Regions from separate parts of the Mus musculus genome. Here region 2 is linked to region 1. A link is a contact called in public HiChIP or PLAC-seq data. All regions are on one chromosome and are shown on one strand. The core of a region is the stretch at or near the end of the contact, and the rest is flanking DNA. Distances in the headings are between cores, read along the strand shown.

What was found. HiChIP or PLAC-seq counts read pairs in DNA pulled down with a chosen protein or histone mark.
Region 2: a FOXA1 HiChIP or PLAC-seq map of pancreatic cancer cells shows a contact between it and region 1. The contact joins the promoter of Chad here to the enhancer-like site in region 1. A contact is called at or near these places in 4 of 39 promoter capture datasets (the 3T3-L1 cell line, cranial neural crest, embryonic stem cells and 1 more), 2 of 484 Hi-C or Micro-C datasets (the G1E-ER4 cell line and brain), 2 of 115 datasets of contacts at active chromatin or transcription factors (fetal liver and pancreatic cancer cells) and 4 of 9 other capture datasets (adipose tissue, embryonic stem cells, liver and 1 more).

The regions. Positions count from the first base shown.
Region 1 is chr11:94,361,551-94,368,283 of GRCm38.p6, forward strand. Abcc3 (ATP-binding cassette, sub-family C (CFTR/MRP), member 3) reads right to left here. Exons shown (of 31, transcript NM_001363187.1): 10 at 6,631-6,733; 11 at 6,040-6,132; 12 at 3,476-3,679; 13 at 3,223-3,369; 14 at 2,802-2,889; 15 at 2,492-2,558; 16 at 2,147-2,273; 17 at 1,883-2,059; 18 at 100-267. It overlaps Gm51871 (predicted gene, 51871), which reads left to right. Exons shown (of 2, transcript NR_168574.1): 2 at 59-765. Among named protein-coding and RNA genes, the nearest start is that of Gm51871, 13 kb to the left of the region's middle. Within about 2 kb of position 3,946, at least 20 of the 459 cell types and tissues checked have an H3K27ac peak or open chromatin away from gene starts, as enhancers often do. A contact at or near this core is called in pancreatic cancer cells, where this site is marked.
Region 2 is chr11:94,562,884-94,569,150 of GRCm38.p6, forward strand. It overlaps Chad (chondroadherin), which reads left to right and starts at 2,164. Exons shown (of 4, transcript NM_007689.5): 1 at 2,164-2,985; 2 at 4,915-5,078; 3 at 5,326-5,471; 4 at 5,697-6,244. The coding sequence starts at 2,215. The coding sequence ends at 5,467. Acsf2 (acyl-CoA synthetase family member 2) reads right to left here. Exons shown (of 16, transcript NM_153807.2): 11 at 1-35.

The DNA of each region.
Region 1 (6,733 bases), core at 2,696-5,195:
CTACATCTCCAGGTCTTCCCCATCCCCTAAATTTAGCCTTCCATCTGTTCTCTTCCAGGACCAGATCCCATCCTTGCTTCTAGCTTCCTGTGTCCTCACCTTGCCTGCCAGCACACCTTCTGGTCCAATCACTTGGTCGAAGATATGCTTCGCCACATGAGAGTCCACAGCCGACAGTGGGTCATCCAGCAAAAAAATGTTGGCATCACTATAAACAGCTCGGGCCAAACTCACCCGTTGGCGCTGGCCTCCAGATAGGTTAATACCCTACAGAGAAGAGAACGTGGGAGACAGAGCCTACTTATCATCACGCAGCAAGGCACACACCTGTATCTGTTGTTCACGGGGCACTCGGTCTCCACAAATTTGTAGCCTATACAAAGCTGTAGCCCTCAGAGGAACTGGTGTTGGCCCTTAGAATCCTCTGGGGCAGATGAGCCCAGACAGCACCCTGCCCAGCTGGCTTCCCTGCCCAATGCCAGTGTTCATGACAGATGAATGGGCAAACAACAGGTGGTCTACCCATAGACTAGAATATTATTTAGCCCTAGAAGGAAAGAAATGCTGGCACATGCTACAGCAGGGATAAACTCTGAGACCATTATACCAACTGGAATGAACCAGACACAGAAAGGCAAACACAACGCAACTGCCCTCTCAGTGGTGTCTTAGGGGAGCCAGATTCTGAAAAACAAAGGGATAGTTGCCAGAGGTCTGGAGAAGAAGGAGGGATTGAGAGCTGTCCAATAAACAGTGACAAGGCAACAAGGTCTGAGTGACATTTGGAATAACCCGGTTACACCAAGTATTGTGTAACATTGTGAACGTACACAACGGGTACTGAATTGGGCACAGAAATGATTATTCAGGTGGGTACACTTAGTGTTAGGAAACCTTTAGCGGAACTCTTTGAAAGAAAATACTTTAAAAATAAAAACAAGTGCTGGCAAAGGAGCTCAACAGAGAAAAAGGTGCTTGCCACCAAGACTGTGAGGACCTGAGTTCGATTCCCAGTACCCAAAAGTAGAAGGAGAAAATGGACTCCATACGCATGCTGAAACACTCTAGACCAGATCCCTAGATAGCCAGGGCTCCGTGGTCTCAGGCAGAGCTGTTCCTCCTATATAGGTTTCTATTTCTCAATGAGAAACATCATCAACAAAATAGCCCAGCACATGTTCCTAACTGCTTTAATCTCCCCTCTTTAGGATTATCTAGTATATACTTGGCTTATCTTGCTTATTGACTTTCTCTCCTCTACTAGAATGTAGGGTGTATAAAAGCCGAGATTTTTATCCTGGTACATTCACCACCACATAATAGTCCCTGGCCTATAGTAGATGCTTAATAAAAACCTAGTGGATGAATCAGTGAATGATGGGTTCCTCTTTCTCAGCCATTAAGAGTCAGCTCAAGGGGCTGGAGAGATGGCTCAGAGGTTAAGAGCACTGGCTGCTCTTCCAGAGGTCCTGAGTTCAATTTCCAGCAACCCCATGATGGCTCACAACCATCTGTAATAGGATCTGATGCCATCTTCTGGTGTGCATGAAGACACATACACATCTACAATAAATAAGTAAACAAATCTTAAAAAAAAAAAAGTCAGCTCCAAAGCGATGCTTCTCCTTATATAGACCCTCTGCCTCCCTCCCTTCTACTACCCTGCATAAAAAGACCTTTGCCATGATCTTGGGAAATTCTGTGGTCCCTGTCTGTTCATGAGTTGTCCTCCCTGGTCTAGAGAGAGCTGTTTCCCCAGTACCTGGTACAGAGCTAGGCATGATGGTACATGAACCCCTGAGCAAGTAAGAGAATCTGAGATTGGGCTCTGGCTAGCAGCCTCCTGAGCTGGCCCCTCGGGGATGAGAAGTTGGTTCCGTACCTTCTCTCCAATCTCTGTCTGGTCCCCACCAGGAAGCACATCTAGGTCAGCTAGCAGGGCACATGTCTCCAGAGCCTGTTGGTAGCGCTTGGGGTTCATGGGTTGGCCAAATAGCACATTTTCCTGAAGTGTGCAGTTCTGGATCCATGCCTGCTGGGGCACGTAGGCCACAGAGCCCTGGCCAATGAGAAGGGAGAAGGTACCTTAGGGTTTGCTTGAGGCTGGCCAGACTTTATGGCTTTTTAGAAACCTTCCCCCTCTCACCTTTACAGACACCACACCTTCCAGCTTCTCCATCTCTCCGAGTAAGGCAGACACCAGAGAAGACTTCCCACAGCCCACAGGTCCCACCACAGCCACCAATGCCCCCTTCGGGATTTGAATGTTTAGGCTAGGAGCAAGAAGAAGCGGTCAGGGGTGGGGCTTGGGTTTGATCCAAGTCTTCCTTCTGTAGCCCCAAGGCCTCCTCCCTCCCCGATGCCACCCTGGCAAGAACAGGTTCTTCTTGCATTCCCTGTCAAAGCCAGCGACAAGGAGAGAAAGGGCTATGTTTGATCTGACCTGTGTCTGCTTTGGAGAGCTGGCAAGTGAGTGAGAGAGGACTGTTACCTGTGCAGGGTGGGCGGCAGGTCCTGGGCCCAGGTGAAGGTGCCGTTGTGTATGGTGATGGCGTAGCCTAGGAGGACCAAGATACATAGGGGGTCAGTGGGTCTAGGACATTGGAAGAAGTGTGGGAGGAGCTTGGGCAAGGAGAGGATCCCTGGAGCACCGACAGAGGGAGGAGCATGAGGAGCCCTCGGGGAGGAGAAAAGGAGAACTGATCAACAGAGGGGCTTCAGAGTTCAGGGAGAAGAGGGGATCAGAGGAGGAGTCTTAGAAAGCTTGGGGCAGGACCGCCCTGGAGTAAGAGTGTTGGGACCTGGGGAGATGGTCTTTCTTTCCACACATTGGGGGTCAAGTTCATTTTGGTTCAGGAAATCCTGGATCCGTTTCAGAGACACGCTGGCCTGCAGGAGGGTGTGGATTAGCCTCACCATTGCTCCATGGGTCCCCAACTTCTGGGGCTAAGCAGGGCTCCCTGAGGACCAACTCACTAATTCTGGGACCCCCTCCTATAACCAATCTTGCGTGGCTCCCACTGCCTGAAGAGAAGGTCTTGTTTGCTAAAAGGAGTCTGTGTCAGAAACTCAGGCCCTGTGACTCCAAACCACCCATGTAACTAACTTTTATGGCTTTCCCTGCTGCCCTCTCCCCACTTGATTATCCGTTGACCCTAAGTGAATCCTGCTTGACCTCCCCACATATCCTAAGTCCAACAGACACCCCGCTTGCCTTGGTACCTGGGTCAGTCCACTGATTAACTGAGGCAGCATGTTGAGGGGGATCTTTAAGATATTGAACAAAGACAGGGACACAAAGGCCTTCTCGGCATCCAGTACATTGCTCTCGTCCACATACACGTACACTCCGAGGGTGATCAGGGTCACCTGGATAACACGGGGAATGAGTGTCATGGTGGAATTCCCCGGAGAACCCCAAGACCTGGGCTGGCCTACCAACTGACAGGAACCCCATGCCAGTGGAGAGCCTCACCAGAAATGGGGTGCAGATCCAGATGAAGGTGGAGATGGCCTGCAGGTAGGCCCCCTTCCGGAGCAGCTGAAGTTCACTCTGCCTGATCCCTTTCACCTGCTCCAAGAAGCTGGGCTCCCAAGCGTACAGCTTGAGCACTTTGATGCCGTTCAGGATCTCGCTCATCAGCTTGATGCGGGAGTCCTTGAACTTCATTTGCTTTACCTGTGAGGGAAGGAACAGTGGCTCACCCTCTCCCCTCCCCAGACCTCCTATCCACTGGGCTCCCACCTCCCGTACCAGACCATCTATTGTAGCTATTACATGTTGCTTGACATGCCTCCCCACCCCACCTCCAGTGCCCAACCCCATCCCTGTGTCCCCTGTGTCCCCTGACTCAGAAGAGCAGCTCCGTGTTTAGTGTCACCACCACTAACCTTGCCAGACAGCATTCTTGACCCTTGACTTCCGTTCCCATTCCCTACCTATTTACACAATGCTCCCAGTCAGACTGTGAGGCTCCCATGGGCAGAGATTGTTTTCCTGTTCACTCAGATCCTAATCTAAGGCTTGACATAACCACATGGATTTATACACTCAGCTCTTGTTTACTGAGTGGCTATGTGCCAACCCACGTGCCAGATGCAGGCTATCATGAGGAGCAATTGAGAGGAGATGGTCCTCATACAGTTGACAGTTTGATGGTAGAGGCAGACAGATCTGTGTAAGCCTAAGGCTAGCCTGGTCTACAGAGTGAGTGCCAGGACTACATGGAGAAGCACCTGTCTCACAACAAACTGGGCCTACACCATCTCATACTATTTCCTCTATTATAAGTAGCTATTATATGTTGCTCGACAAATATTTCCCCAAATAGATACTTAATTGGAAATAAAATTGTGATCCAAAGGGAAGGAGCAGGATGCAGGTAGGGGATAAACAGGTGAGGGCAGGGGAATGACCTTGGGGTAATCAAGGCAGTTCTCTGAAAGAAGTGATGCTTATGCTGAGAGATAAAGAAAGGGAAGGAGTTAAAGAGGCAAAGAGAGTGAGGAATATACCAGGAAGAGAGAATAGTCCATGTAGTCACCCAGATGTACACACATCTGGAATGTGGTCATCCCATGAGGATTAGGAATGTAGACATGCAAGAACCAAGGGAGCCTTGAGGGTGGTCATGGTGGTTTGAAGGAGAATAGCCCCTTCTCCTCATAGGCTAATATGTTTGAATGCTTAGTCACCAGAGAGTAGCGTTGTTTGAAAAGATTAGAAGGATTAGGAGGCATAGCCTTGTTGGAGGGAATGTGTCCCTTGGGGTGGGCTTTGAGGTTTCAAAAGCCCATGCCAAGCCCAGGGTCTCTCTCCCTTTGGATGAGAATGTAGCTCTCAACTACTTTTCTAGCACCATGTCTGCCAAGCCTGCTGCCATGCTTCCTACCATGATGATAATGGATTACATCTCTGAAACTCTAAGTAAGCCCCCAGTTAAATGCTTTCTTTTTTTTTGAATTATTTTTTTTAATTAGGTATTTTCCTCATTTACATTTCCAATGCTATCCAAAAAGTCCCCAATACACTCCCCCCCCCCACTCCCCTACCCACCCACTCCCACTTTTTGGCCCTGGCGTTCCCCTGTACTGGGGCATATAAAGTTTGCAAGTCCAATGGGCCTCTCTTTCCAGTGATGGCCAACTAGGCCATCTTTTGATACATATGCAGCTAGAGTCAAGAGCTCTGGGGTACTGGTTAGTTCATAATGTTGTTCCACCTATAGGGTTGCAGACCCCTTTAGCTCCTTGGGTACTTTCTCTAGCTCTTCCATTGGGGGCCCTGTGATCCATCCAATAGCTGACTGTGAGCATCCACTTCTGTGTTTGCTAGGCCCCGGCAGCTTTCTTTTATAAGAGTTGTCTTGGTCATGGTGTCTCTTCCCAGCAACAGGGCAATGACTAAGATGGTGGTCTCAGGTGGTTTGTCATTTATTCTATGTGTAGAGAGAGCTGCTGAAGACACCAGTAATCATTTGCAGATGGATAATTCACTGCCTGGTTATCAACTCTTTTTTTCTTTTTTTTTTTAAAGATTGATTTTATATATATATATATATATATATATATATATATATATATATATATATATATATATATGAGTACACCATTGTTTTCTTCAGACACACCAGAAGAGGGCATTAGATCCCATTACAGATGGTTGTGAGCCACCATGCGGTTGCTGGGAATTGAACTCAGGACCTCTGGAAGAGCAGTCGGTGCTCTTAACTGCTGAGCCATCTCTCCAGCCCCTGGTTATCAACTCTTATCACTATAAAGTGGGAACACATTTGAGTAACTGCTCTACCTGTCTCTGGACTGCCTCAGTTACTCTGGCCTTGGTCTCATTGCTGTGAAATTAGACTGTCATTACAATGATAGGGATTGAGAGGGGTAAAGTTTGTACAAGGGGCTGTGGCTTTCCCCATTCAGTAGAGGGAGTGGAGAAGCCCAGATAGTACAAGATGAACTGGTTCTTGGTACCCCTCCCCCCACTCCAAAGCTGGTATTACCATCTAAAGTAGATGCCTCACCCACCTGGTAGGTCTTCATCTTCATGGACACAGCTCCATTGAGTGGTATCAGCAAGACTATCACAGCCACTCCAGCCAGAGCTGATGGGCCCAGGATCTAAGGAGGCACAGACAAGTAGAGGGTCAGGCAGGACAGAGCTCAGCAGAGACTGACTGATTTGAAGTATGATGGGCAAGGAGACAGAAAGCCACAACCATATCAATAGAAGCAGCCACCTAACAGATAATGACCACAGATGGCCAGTAGCACCCTTGGAGAAGGATATTCAAACTGGTTGTGTTGGCATAGGTCTGGAATTCTACTACTTAGATGGTTTGGGCTACACAGTGATTTCAAGATCAGCCCAAGCAACTTAGTGAGGTCACCTCCCTCCATCTTGAGATGAAAATTCAAAGGACAGACAGAGGTGTTAGTAGGAGAATGTGTATACCCCTTGCCCCTGGCTTTTGAGGAGTGAATCTCAGCCTAGGATAGGAAGACTGAATGGCCAAGGTCTCCTACCTAGGGATGGTCTTATGGGCACGACACAGTTCATCTATAAGCAGAGATAGATGTGATCAGAGGAAAGGGCAGAGCTCAAAGTTCAGGAACTACCTGCCAGAGGAAGTATATTGCCAGGATGACCTGCAAAGGTGCAGACCACAGCAGATTGATGAAAGGGGAGACATCCATGAAGCGCTGAGCATCCACTGACATG
Region 2 (6,267 bases), core at 914-3,413, 200 kb after region 1:
GTCACGGGACTGTTCTCTGTGGTTCCATAAACAACCTAGAGGGGCCAAAAAAGACGGCTTGAAGGGAAGTGAGGGACAGAGGAGGGCTGGGGTGACCTACCCTAGGTAGCTGAACAGTAAGGACTGAGGTAAGCGAGGGGACAAGAGCCAGAGGTCAGAAGCCAGAAGTGCAGCTCTCTGCAGGGCCCCTGGTCTGAAACCAAATTGAGACTAGAAGCCAGTCCTCTCATGGCCAAGGTTCCGACACTGCCCTGTGATGCCTGTGGCTTCTGGCATCACTGATACCCATGGCTGCTCTCTCCATCTCCAGGTTGCTTTGGTCCTTCCGTCTTGATTTCAGGCCACAACAGCCTCCCTCTCTCTCTTCTTAGCCAAAGGCCTCATAAACTTGATGAGAAAGGCAGCCTGGCTTGGGATTGAGCTGGGAGTGGTACAGACACACAGACACCACTCCCCTCCAACCTGGGACAAGTGCCTGGCCTTAGGGTGGGTGCCCTACAAGCTCTGGAGATGATACTGTGTGTTTATTTTCATTAAAACAAAAATATAGCCAGAGCATGAATTTAAAAGGCCTGTGGCATGCATGTGCGCGCGCACACACACACACACACACACACACACACACCTACCCCTGCAACCTCCAGTGGTTAGAACATCCTGTGCATCAGGAAAACTAGCAGCCAGCCTAAATACCATCAGAGAACATTCTAGGCCAAGAATGACCCCCACACACCCCATTCTAGCGACAAGGAATAAGAAGGGCTTATGGGAAGTGCAGGCTTGGAGTCCAAATCCTACATCTATGTATTGAGTGTCATGAGAAGGTCTAGATACCTTGTCCTCTACCAGCTCTCTGTTGGTGGCCTCCATGCCCGCACACCATCAGGTGGTGTGGTTCTGGCGTAGTTGTGGTCTCCTCCACCACCTCCCAAAAACAGAAGCCATCTCTGGCCAAGCAACCCAGAGCTCACCCTGGGCCAAAGCTGTAACCTGCCTGCTCACCCTCCCTTCTCCACAGGACTCCAGACACTGTGGCTGGCAAGTGAACAGAAGCCTGGTCCACCAGGGCGGGGCTGCCCACAACCTAGCATCTGGCTAGCCAGGGTTGGTTGCCTGTAGCCAACACCCCACTTCCCACCAGCTCACACAGTCCTGGGGTCATTGCCCAGCTATGGCCTCTGCCAAGTACACATTGGCGCCACTAGGCTGCCACTCTGAGACCCCCCTTAGGGGTGGGTCCTAACCACCGGTGAGGGGAGGATCCGGAGATGAGGATATTTGGGGGAGATTAAGAAGGAGACTGTGCAACCATGCTTGTTCAGCGGCCTGTGGTCTCCAGGTGTGTTGCCAGTCAGTCCTGTGGTTCACTCCCCACACACACCAGTTCCCACATTTCTGTGTGGCCTTCAGCCCTAGAAAGGGGAATGAGGGTACAAAGGACAGGGAACAGGAAGCCCAGAGCTAAGAGAGGGGTCGTGAATAAGCCCACAATCCGGAGCTCTTACGGGCCTGGTGCCACTGGGCTCCGAGAAGGGGCAGAGCCAAACGCACGGCTGTCAGCTAGCCTCTGCAACCAGCTCCCCCACCTCCTTGGGATAAACTGAGGAACCCAGAAGCGGGAGCCCAACCCACAGCAGCTCTCACGCTCCGCCTGCGCCGCACAACAGTCCCATTAAAGCGCCGCCGGCTGGCCGACCGCGGTGAGACGCATCCGGCTGTCGGGCCCCACTTCCTCCCTCCCGGAGTCCAGGGTGACCTGTCTGCCAAGGGTGTATGGGGGAGGGAGACGTAGAGAACTCAAACTTGAGCAAATAAATAAGTTCTGGGAACACTTCCCTCTGCCCAGTGGAAATTCAGAGGCCCCTCGACACACCTATCACCGTCCACCCCACCTCGGGGTGTTGGTCCAGATAGAGGAGGGTAGGGGAAGGTGCAGCATAATGTTTGCAAACAGGAACCAAGGGGTTGGGGTTCAGGGGAAGGGCCCTCAGCCCTACACACGGTCTCCTGCTGTGAAAAGAGGCCCCCAGCCATCGAGGATGGGGACGCATCTCTGGGCGGGAAGGGGTTAAATCAGTGGCTTCGGTGCTCCACGTAGTAGCTGGCTCCGCTGCCAACTGCGGTCAAGGCTGCCCTATAAATGGGCCGGGAGACCCGAGAGTCGAGGACTTGTCGCTGCCTTAGCCCCCAGCCCAGGCTCAAGGCGTTCCAACCATGGCCCGCGCGCTCTTATTCAGTCTGGTCTTTCTTGCCATCCTCCTGCCTGCGCTAGCCGCCTGCCCCCAAAACTGCCACTGCCATGGAGATCTGCAGCATGTCATCTGCGACAAGGTGGGGCTGCAGAAGATCCCCAAGGTATCAGAGACAACCAAACTGCTCAATCTCCAGCGCAACAACTTCCCGGTGCTGGCTGCCAACTCGTTTCGGACCATGCCGAACCTGGTCTCCCTGCACCTGCAACACTGCAACATCCGCGAGGTGGCGGCTGGTGCCTTCCGAGGCCTGAAGCAGCTTATCTACCTGTACCTGTCCCACAACGACATCCGGGTATTGCGAGCTGGAGCCTTCGACGACCTGACTGAACTCACTTACCTCTATCTAGACCACAACAAAGTGTCGGAACTGCCCCGGGGGTTGCTCTCTCCTCTGGTCAACCTCTTCATCTTGCAACTCAACAACAACAAAATCCGAGAGCTGCGTGCTGGAGCTTTCCAGGGGGCCAAGGACCTGCGCTGGCTCTACCTGTCAGAAAATGCCCTCAGTTCCCTGCAGCCTGGTTCCCTGGATGATGTGGAGAACCTAGCCAAGTTCCACCTGGACAAGAACCAGCTGTCTAGCTACCCCTCAGCCGCCCTGAGCAAACTTCGGGTGGTGGAGGAGCTGAAGCTGTCTCACAACCCTCTGAAGAGCATCCCAGACAATGCCTTCCAGTCCTTCGGTAGATATCTGGAGACCCTCTGGCTGGATAACACCAACCTGGAGAAGGTAAGTGCCCCAGCTGCAGTTCTCCCGGCTCTTTCTAGGATGCCACCCCAGGACCACATCGGGACAGCATTCCCTCCTCCTGGACTCCTTGTCACTCAGATTATCCTCCAAAGCAAGGGGCCTTTGCCACTTCTCTCTGCATTGACACACACCCCTCCCCATCCTTCTCACCCTTACCTGGTCCCGAGGCTTCTCAGCAGGGCTCTCTTGGGACTCCTTGTAAGAGATGGAACTGTTCTGGTCCCACAAATGGCCTCTGGGGAGGCATCTGCCCCAGACCCCACGGTTAACAGCAGACACCTCTTCCTGTTGGACTTTCCACCCCTCTCTTACCAGTCTCCTGCAAGCCTACCATTTCATAAAGGAAGGTTTGTCTACTGAGGCACCTTCCAGAAGCTGAGAGAACACAAAGAGTGCCTGTTCCCAGTGGGTGCTGGCCTGTGTTGCTAAGGTAAAGTGAGAGGCCAGAGGATGAATTGGGGAGCAGGTACCTTAAGGAGAACTCTCCCACACCCTCGTCCCATTCCCTCCGTGGGTCGAAACACACTCAATTTTATTGCAACCTCGGGTCGATTTCAAATAAGGACGGGAAACCAAGACACGGAGACCTGACTTGGCTTCACCGAGTTGCTGGCTTGGTGCTCTTGCAGCCCGTGAATAAACACATGCAATCCCTGGCACACGCCCCCCCAAGTGTCTCCTCAGAGCACAGACTGACTGTCTCACTGTCCAGCAGACAGTTTGTTGACTTTTGCTTTCCCCAGTCACCAGATCCCAGACTCCTCAATTCTTCCTCCCTTGGGATGCTCAGGCTAGCCTGGTCGGGGCTGTCTAGGAGCAAAGTCCTTTTCAGGGAATCACCCTGGTACACAACACAGTTTCAGCCAGAAGGTTCGGGCAGAGACCAGAGCGAGGTAGAGTAGTTTTGTTTGTAGAGAACGTCACAGCCCAATCTGGTCTGTGAGAGGTCACAGATACGGAGCTGAGGACAGAAGGCCAACCTTATCTAGGTAGATGGAGCCTTCTGGGTGGATCTTCTTTAGCCTGGCCTCACCCCAGCTAAATGTAGACCACCCTAGTGACAAAACAGTGGCCAGTAGAACAGCATACGAAGGCTGATTTAGAATGAGGAGGCCAAAGCCGGGCGTGGTAGCGCACGCCTTCAATCCCAGTACCTGGGAGGCAAAGGCAGGCGAATTTCTAAGTTCGAGGCCAGCCTGGTCTACAGAGTGAGTTCCAGGACAGCCAGGACTACACAGAGAAACCCTGTCTCACAAAAACCAAAAAGAAAAAAGAAAAAAAAAAAGAATGAGGAGGCCAGAGAGAAACTGGCACCAAGGCTCAGAGGAGGGCACCAATACATTTCCTCTGGAGCCATCCATCCTGGCCAAAGTGCCCACAGAGAGCTCCACAAATAGCATCTAGCAGAAGGCAGAGCAATGAGGACACCACTGGGGGAAATCCTGGGACCAGGGGGCTGTGGGGAGCCTGGGCTCACTGCCCATCCCACCAAACCCTGACCAGGTTCACCGTGTGCCCGCCCCAGGCACACTGCCCATCCCACCAAACACTGACCAGGTTCACCGTGTGCCCGCCCGGGCACTCAAAGCCAAGCTCTGCCTGCTCCCCAGACCCAGTGTTTGTGCAGGGAGGGTGCTGCCTAGGAGGTGGGGGACAGGGTGTGGTCCTGCAGCTACTGTTTACTAGCTAGGTGACCCTGTCCAAAGGACTGAACCTTTTCCGTTTACACATTGGGAAGGACCCCTTCCCTCTCTCTCTCTCTCTCAAAAAAAGGTGTTGTGGAGGATGACATCATTGTGGCTCCTCAACAGGCCAGGGCGTGTGTCCAGGGAAAGACAACCCTGGTCCTCTGAGAAGGGAGCCAGGAGACTGAGTTGAGGTGCTCACTCTGCCTCCCTCACCTCACAGTTCTCAGATGCTGCCTTCTCGGGTGTGACCACACTGAAACACGTCCATCTGGACAACAACCGCCTGAACCAACTGCCTTCCTCCTTCCCCTTTGACAACCTGGAGACCCTCACTCTCACCAACAACCCATGGAAATGCACCTGCCAGCTCCGTGGCCTTCGGCGGTGAGAATATTCCTCCATATAACCCCCAGACTGCCGTCCACATGACAGACGGTCCTAGAGTAGGACAGCCTGGACATCCTAGTCAGCTACCTAGCATGTCGGGTACTGAGTGGTTCCCTTCTCTCATTTGTCAAATGAAGATGACAACTCCAGATATTTCTATGGCCATAGTCCATCCCGGTCACTGTCCCTTTCCCAAGCCTTCCCACCCAGCTTTTCCAAGCCCAGCAACTCTTTGTCTCTGTAGGTGGTTGGAAGCCAAGGCTTCTCGACCGGATGCTACCTGCTCCTCGCCAGCCAAGTTCAAGGGTCAGCGGATTCGTGACACAGATGCCCTTCGCAGCTGCAAATCCCCGACCAAGAGGTCCAAGAAAGCTGGCCGCCATTAAACAGGTGGGGGCTGGGTAGGGAGGCCACCACGGTCTACCTTTGGAAATTCCAGATGGGGTGCTGCTATATCCCATGACACCACCTCCGGAGGAGCAATCAGTTCCCTGTCTTACAAGAAAAGGAGGGAGGACAGGATAACCTCTCCCATGGCTTGGCCTAGGACGTCCATGGGTCCCTTTAATGACTCTGGGTGACTGGAATCCTAATACCCATCTTCTCTCACTATAGGTCCTGATCCAGCCAGTCCTGGCGACTGCCTTCCGCTGGAGAGACTACTGACGTTCCCTCCCATTATCCACACCTTCTCCTACAGCCTCTGCGGATGCACAGCGCTGCCCCGCCCCCGCCCCCACCTAGGTACATCCTGGCAGGGGCACTGGGCTCTCTATCACCATCCCAGCTCCACCCAGTGGGGTCCTAGGAAAGACACAGAATCCCTCCCCAGCCACTGTGTCTGGGCTCTGCCATGGCTCCTTTGAGAGAAGCTATTGTAGAACCTCCTACCCTCTGTCCATCGGAGCTAAAGCGCAGTGGTCATTGGGATGACCACGTTATTACCACCTTCCTCGGTTCCCTCTGTCCCTGCCATTTGGAAACAAACATCAGGCCCCTGACCCACCCTGATTGCCAGAAAGAATTTCAGGCCCATGCCCCAACTCTGCCAGTTCCTGCCTGCCAGGACATGCTACCAGGATACCAGTAGCGCTTGGCTGCATATCCTTCCTGTTTGCGCTCCAGATTTCTATAAACATAAATGTATGTGTGTTCAACATTCACCTCCTCTCACCTATCCCTATAC